Linked DNA regions of Mus musculus: region 2 is linked to region 1. A link is a contact called in public HiChIP or PLAC-seq data. All regions are on one chromosome and are shown on one strand. Each heading gives the region's core, a stretch centred on a gene start, on an enhancer-like site or on the middle of the called end of the contact. The rest is flanking DNA. Distances are from core to core; before and after follow the strand shown.

What was found. HiChIP or PLAC-seq counts read pairs in DNA pulled down with a chosen protein or histone mark.
Region 2: an H3K27ac HiChIP or PLAC-seq map of embryonic stem cells shows a contact between it and region 1, with 35 read pairs. The contact joins two enhancer-like sites. A contact is called at or near these places in 1 of 15 datasets of contacts at CTCF or cohesin (embryonic stem cells), 15 of 484 Hi-C or Micro-C datasets (differentiating embryonic stem cells, embryonic stem cells and stem cell-derived epiblast-like cells), 19 of 115 datasets of contacts at active chromatin or transcription factors (embryonic hindbrain, embryonic midbrain, embryonic stem cells and 3 more) and 1 of 9 other capture datasets (pancreatic islet).

What each region holds. Positions count from the first base shown.
Region 1 is chr14:122,257,015-122,260,045 of GRCm38.p6, forward strand. The region is part of intron 1 of Clybl (citrate lyase beta like); the gene reads left to right. Among named protein-coding and RNA genes, the nearest start is that of 1700108J01Rik, 25 kb to the left of the region's middle. Within about 2 kb of position 1,512, at least 11 of the 459 cell types and tissues checked have an H3K27ac peak or open chromatin away from gene starts, as enhancers often do. A contact at or near this core is called in embryonic stem cells, epiblast stem cells and stem cell-derived epiblast-like cells, where this site is marked.
Region 2 is chr14:122,414,681-122,417,711 of GRCm38.p6, forward strand. The region is part of intron 1 of Gm5089 (predicted gene 5089); the gene reads right to left. Among named protein-coding and RNA genes, the nearest start is that of Gm25464, 28 kb to the left of the region's middle. Within about 2 kb of position 1,486, at least 21 of the 459 cell types and tissues checked have an H3K27ac peak or open chromatin away from gene starts, as enhancers often do. A contact at or near this core is called in embryonic stem cells, epiblast stem cells and stem cell-derived epiblast-like cells, where this site is marked.

The DNA.
Region 1 (3,031 bases), core at 262-2,761:
AGCGGAACACACTGACACTTTTCAAATATGTCATTAAAATAATTTTGCATATGACAAGTTGGACTTGGTGGATTATATTTTTATCTGTATTAGCATATTTGCATTTGCTAATGACACCACTTCCTTGGCTTTTCTTTAGATTCTTCTTCTTCTTCTTCTTTTTTTTTTCCTCCCAGTATACAAACTTGGCGTCGCTTTAAGAAAAGCAAGTGAACCGGGAAAGATACAGTATTGGCTGAAGAGGGAGGGAGGACGCCCACCCTGCCTCAGCCAGGCCTGTGAGGTGGTACAAGCCACCCTTCCGCTCTTTCTTCGGATGGAAAGTTTACAGTTTGTAGAGTCGGGAAGGGAAAGGACATGGAAGGGTGACGTCACATTCTTCTGGATCCTTCAGCAAGTGACACTTTGGAAGATGAACTGCTTTTCCAAAGTTGCTCAGTACTGTCATTTACCCCGGCACAAGCACAGGTCCCTTGGGGCCTCAGGCCCAAGTGAGACCTGCCATTTCTAGGTCTGCTCACTCAGCCTTTCAGGGGCTCCCCATAAAGTCAACTTCTGCTGACCATTCAGGAAACACGGTGTGGCTGAAATGTGGCGTTCCAGAAAGGATGCTGGGTGCTGGACCCAAGTTCACTGAGGCTCTCCCACCACGTGGTCATCTCTCAAAGCGTCTTTTGACACCTTAAAGTCTCAATCTCCTGAAACATGGACCTAGATAATTCTAAGTTTGGACTTAGATTCAAACATACTAAAACTGAACCAAGCTGATTCCTGCCCTCCCTCCAGTTAGTTTCAAGTTGGGGGTAGGGGTGGGGGTGGGAGACAAGTCAGGTGACCATGGGTACACTGCTTGCAGGACAGTTTGGATTATTTCCTGGAGATTATTAACAGGTTGTCCCAAAGGAATTAATCCAGCTCAGACTTCTAATGTTATCAGCAGAAAAACAAAAATTATCTGGCTCAGACACGCTTAGGGGGAGACAAAGTCAAAAACCAAGTGGAAGATAAAAACCTCATCTGCTCTTTAATTCCATGATTCACAGCAAGGCATGGCTTAAATCCCCACCGCCCAACAGGATCAGCAAAGCAGAATGAGATTTTTAAAGATTGCTTCCACGATTGCAACTTTGGAGTAACTTGAAGGTAGGACCTGGCTCCATGTCCACAGTTGAGATTTCTCTGCATCACAGAGCAAACTTCCAAAAGTAATCTTAGCCTTCCCAGCTTGGCTTTTTAAAGGTGAGTTTGAACAACTACCAGCTTGCCTCTGGTAACGGTAGTGAAAACCTTGACTATTGCAACAAAGTCTGAGATTTTGTTTAACAGCAAAATGTAAAGAACAAGGTTGAAATGGCCCAGGAGGCGGAGGGTGATTAACGTGCATTCTTTTTAGACTGTTTTATTAATTAGCTATCCGGAGTAGTAAATTGCATTCCATTTGAAAGCTCTGTGGAGGAATTTGCATGTGGCCTAAATACTGTCTACATTGTTGTGTAAAGTAGCATTTTATCTCCCCCGGTTTGTCCCCTGCCTCCTCCTCCAACCATAGTGAAAAGTCTTACCTACATCTCTTAAGCAGTAGAAGCTTGCCTGCATTTTGGCCCTTTGACCAAAATCCTTTTTTATTAAATCCACGGCTGCTCCTAGGCAAGCTCCTTGGTGCTCTGACTGCCTGGGCTAACAAGAGTTCTCTTTGCTGTTTATTTACAGGGGTTGTTTTCAGCTTCTGGCTTTAAAAAGTTTTAAGTTTTCTTTCTTTCAAATCTTCCCCTGTTCCTGTGAGTTTACCTTTTCCTCGGCGAGCATGGGACTTGGGAAAGTGTTGGAAGCTTCATCCTAATTACCACAGTGACTATCTAACCGCCACTCAGCGGACTCAATATTCTAGATGCCAATGATTTGAGTGTGTTCCAGAACAGCCTACCTAGCCTTCCTGGATATTTAGACAGAAGCCCTGCCATTTAATTTGGATTTTCTAGTGCAACTCGTTTTGAAAGAATTCATATCAAACTTGCATAGGAAAATCTTCTATTTAATGAGATGGGGGCCTTTTCAATCCCTGCTTTACAATTCAACGCAGGGTTCCTCCATTTTAAAAAATCATTAATCACATACTTCTGACATTTTTCCCTTTCAGTTTCTGCCCGGAGAAAAGTTATTTGAATAACAGACAAACAAATAAAAAACCCATCCCGGGCAAGTCGCTGTCAACCTCCTCCTGGAACAAAAGCTGGCTCTATAGTGTTTTGTTTGGTTAGAGGCGGGCAGGGTGGTGGAGACACTGTGCTGAAAGGCGTGGGTTAATAAGCACTTTCAGAGCTACTATCTCTCCTGATTAACTCTCTGATCACTTGCTTTGAGTGGCTGACCTGCTCTCTGATGGCCCCTCCAGAATTCCAACATGGCAGCCTCCCCTAAAGACTCCTTCTCTAGACATGTTGCTGAGAGACAGCCAGGGATGCTTGTGAGCACTTGAGTTTAAAGGCATTGTATCTTGTTCTTGTGATCTAAGGGATGGTGATTTTTTTTTAAGATTTATTTATTTATTTCATGTATGTGAGTACACTGTCGCTGTCTTCAGACATACCAGAAGAGGGCATTGGATCCCCGTTACAGATGGTTGTGAGCTACCATGTGGTTGCTAGGAATTGAACTCTGCACCTCTGGAAGAGCAGTCAGTGCTCTTAACCTCTGAGCCATCTCTTCAGCCCTGTATTTATTTTTTTAAGACAGGGTCTCACTGTGTAACCTTGGCTGTCCTGGAAATCACTGCAGACCAACATGGCCCTAACTTACACATCTACCGGCTTCTGCTTCTCAGCTGCTAGGACTAAAGGTAGTATGCCCTAGTTGATTCTTGATGAATATTTTGATTATTCTAGAGTTGTAAGTAAGCTGTATAGACTAATTTTCAGGCACAAACTTTTAGTTCAAACTGACCCTTCTATAGAAATTGTAATTGTTTTGTGGAAGGTCCAGTCAGAGTGGTTCTCCCATTCCCCATCTCTGTAGGTAGTTTTTATAAAATATG
Region 2 (3,031 bases), core at 236-2,735, 160 kb after region 1:
ACATATATATGTATATATATATACACACACACCTTGGCTGCATGTTAAAGTTGTCTGTTGGATGGGATATGATAGCACACTTCTATAGTTCCAGCACTTGGGAAGCTGAGGCAGGAGAATCATCATTAGTTCAAGGTAATATATCTGAGAAAACCAAGGAGAAAAGAGAGAATTGTTCCCCAAGCACTCACGTGTGGGGGAGGGGCACACGATTTTAATTCCAGCACTTAGGAGGCAGAGGCAAGAGGACCTCTGTGAGTTCAAGGACAGACTGATCTATAGAGTGAGTTCCAGGACAGTCAGCCAAGGACTACATAGAGAGATCCTGTCTTGAAGAAAAAAATGGGGGTGGGGGAAGGGAGCTTGTCCAACATTGCTGGGCAGGCACCTGAAGTCTCAGCTGCACAGGACACTGGGGCAGGAAGGCTCCTTGAGCCCAGGAGTTCCAGGCTGACTAGGGCAATATTACATGACCCAGTAGTAGTAATTTTGTTTTGTTTTTAATTCTGCTGGGTTTTTTTTAAACATATATTGATCTCTGGGTCTCATTATAGTTTCATGAAATAAACTATAGTTTATTATCTATAGTTTAAAGAGATAAATAACCCAGCCAAACCATAGAGCCTTCAAAGATAGAATGTAGCTTCTGCATTAAAAGCAACAAGGGGCTAGACAGATGGCTCAGCGGTTAAGAGTGCCGACTGCTCTTCTGAAGGTCATGAGTTCAAATCCCAGCAACCACATGATGGCTCACATCCATCTGTAATGAGATCTGATGCCCTATTCTGGGGTGTCTGAAGACAGCTACAGTGTACTTACATATAATAAATAAGCAACAAGATGGCAGGCGTGGTGGCGCACGCCTTTAATCCCAGCACTCAGGAGGCAGAGGCAGGTGGATTTCTGAGTTCGAGGCCAGCCTGGTCTACAAAGTGAGTTCCAGGACAGCCAGAGCTACACAGAGAAACCCTGTCTCGAAAAACAAAACAAACAAAGAAAGAAAAAAGAAGCAACAAGACTTGAATGTCACCCTTTCCATAATCAAGTTTGGGGCCACAGGAGCTGGTCTCAGCAGTTTGAAGCTCCTCTCACTGACCTGAGCTTTGGTTTCATGCACATTCATTTTCACATGCTTTCCTGTCTCTTGACACACATGTGTACCAGTTAGGTACACTGGTATTGAATTTCCCAGAAAAGAAAGTGTGGCTCCTTTGATGGCGTGGCCGTGCTTCAGGACTAATATTCTGTATATTTAGTTGTCTTATATACCTAAACAATACACATAAAATGCCATATTTGTCGATTGCCTCAGCTGAAACCACGGGACTGCTAGGACTGACTGCTAAAACCCTGCGGGGAGAAGGCTCAGCTGTCGGATTGGATGGTCTCAGGACATTGGGCCTTCCATAGTATCTGAAGTTGCTGCACCCAGCAGGCTTGGGCTGTCTTCCTCTGACCACCTTCTCCCAGCCTTGCTTACACGAGAGGGTGAGGGGCTCTTCAGTGCTTTAGTCAAACTGACTGAAGGCCCAGGACCTCTAGAAAAGATGCAGGAATCTTTGACTGCAATTATTTGCCTCAGGCCAAAAGACCTCTTTGGTCTCTCCTTTCCCAGCTTAATGAGGCTGGGAGCTTCGAATGCTTTTTTCCAGCATACTTTCACTCCTTCAGCAACTTTGGAGGTTCTGTTTTGTACCTGAAGTAAGACCTGCTGTTAACCTGGGGCAGGTGTTTTTTTGCAAGAGACCAGGACGTCTGTCTGAGCGGTAATTCTGTTGGCTGTGAAAGCTGGTATTCACTTCAGGCTTTTCTTATGTTAATCTTCCTCTTCTTCTTCCTGCTACTCCTTATTGTCTTTTAAAACAAACATGCAAATTAGCCAAGAACCTAGCTCCTTCATAAAGGGGGTGGGGGTGGTGCTGAAGAGGCTAGGGAACAAAAGGAAGGGATTTAATGTATCTAAGAATGTGGCTATTCAACTGAAAAGGTTTGTAAAAGGTCAGAAATGCCAAATGGTAAGGAGAAATGTTGGAAGTCCTTGTCACATGTGCTGGGCCTCGGTTTCACTCTCACACAGGACAATGGCAACCTCATAAGCTGGGCTGAGTATCACAAAGTACCTTAAAGTGGCAAGAAAGTGGGATCCAGTCCCTGTGGATTTTTAGAGCAGTTCAGATCCTCAATAGTGACCGAGAGGGGCTGAAGAGGTTGTTCAGTTGTTAAGAGCACTGATTCCTCCTCCAGAGGTCCTGAGTTCAATTCCCAGCAACCACATGGTGCCTTACAACCACCTGTAATGGGAGCCAATGCTCTCTTCTGGTCTGTCTGAAGACAGCTATAGTGTACTCATGCACATTAATTAAATAATTCTTTTTTAAAAAGAGTAATAGAGAATTAGAAAAGAAAGTCCTGGGGACATTGGAGTCAGTACCTTGGTAGTAGAAAGTGACAGAAACTCGTAGCTGTTGAAGGTGGCTCAGGTAGACTTTGTGTGTTCGAGGCCACCCTGGTCTACATAGTGAATTTCAGGAAGCTGGAGCTAAGTAGTGAGACCCTGTCCCCAAAAATCCAAAGCCAAAACAAAAACAAAGAAATCCAAGAAACAAAAAAAGAATAGAAAAGGAATTCTGAAAGGTCCCTGCTCTGCCTCTCCCAAGAACTCCATCTAGGGCTCTGTCTGTGACTTGTTATTTGTGGGGTCATTTCCACTTCCAGGCCAAGGGTACACTGTCCTCATGCCCAAACGCCTGCAGCTTCTCACATGAGGGACAGAGATGAGCCAGAGGGCCTCCATCCACTGACCACCTTCCCTTGAAATGCCCTGGTTGGGATGATCTCTTCACATGGTGCAGTAAGGAGGGGCCAGAGAGGTTGTAGGGTAAGTGAGAAAAAGTATGTAGAACAGGCAAGTACTAAAACCTCACTTCTCCATACGGCGTGCTTATAAGGTTGGAATTCAACCAGAAAGTTCATTTGCTTTCTTCATGGAACCTAGCATGGTGTGCTCAAGTTTTGTTGAATGAAGGAGTCA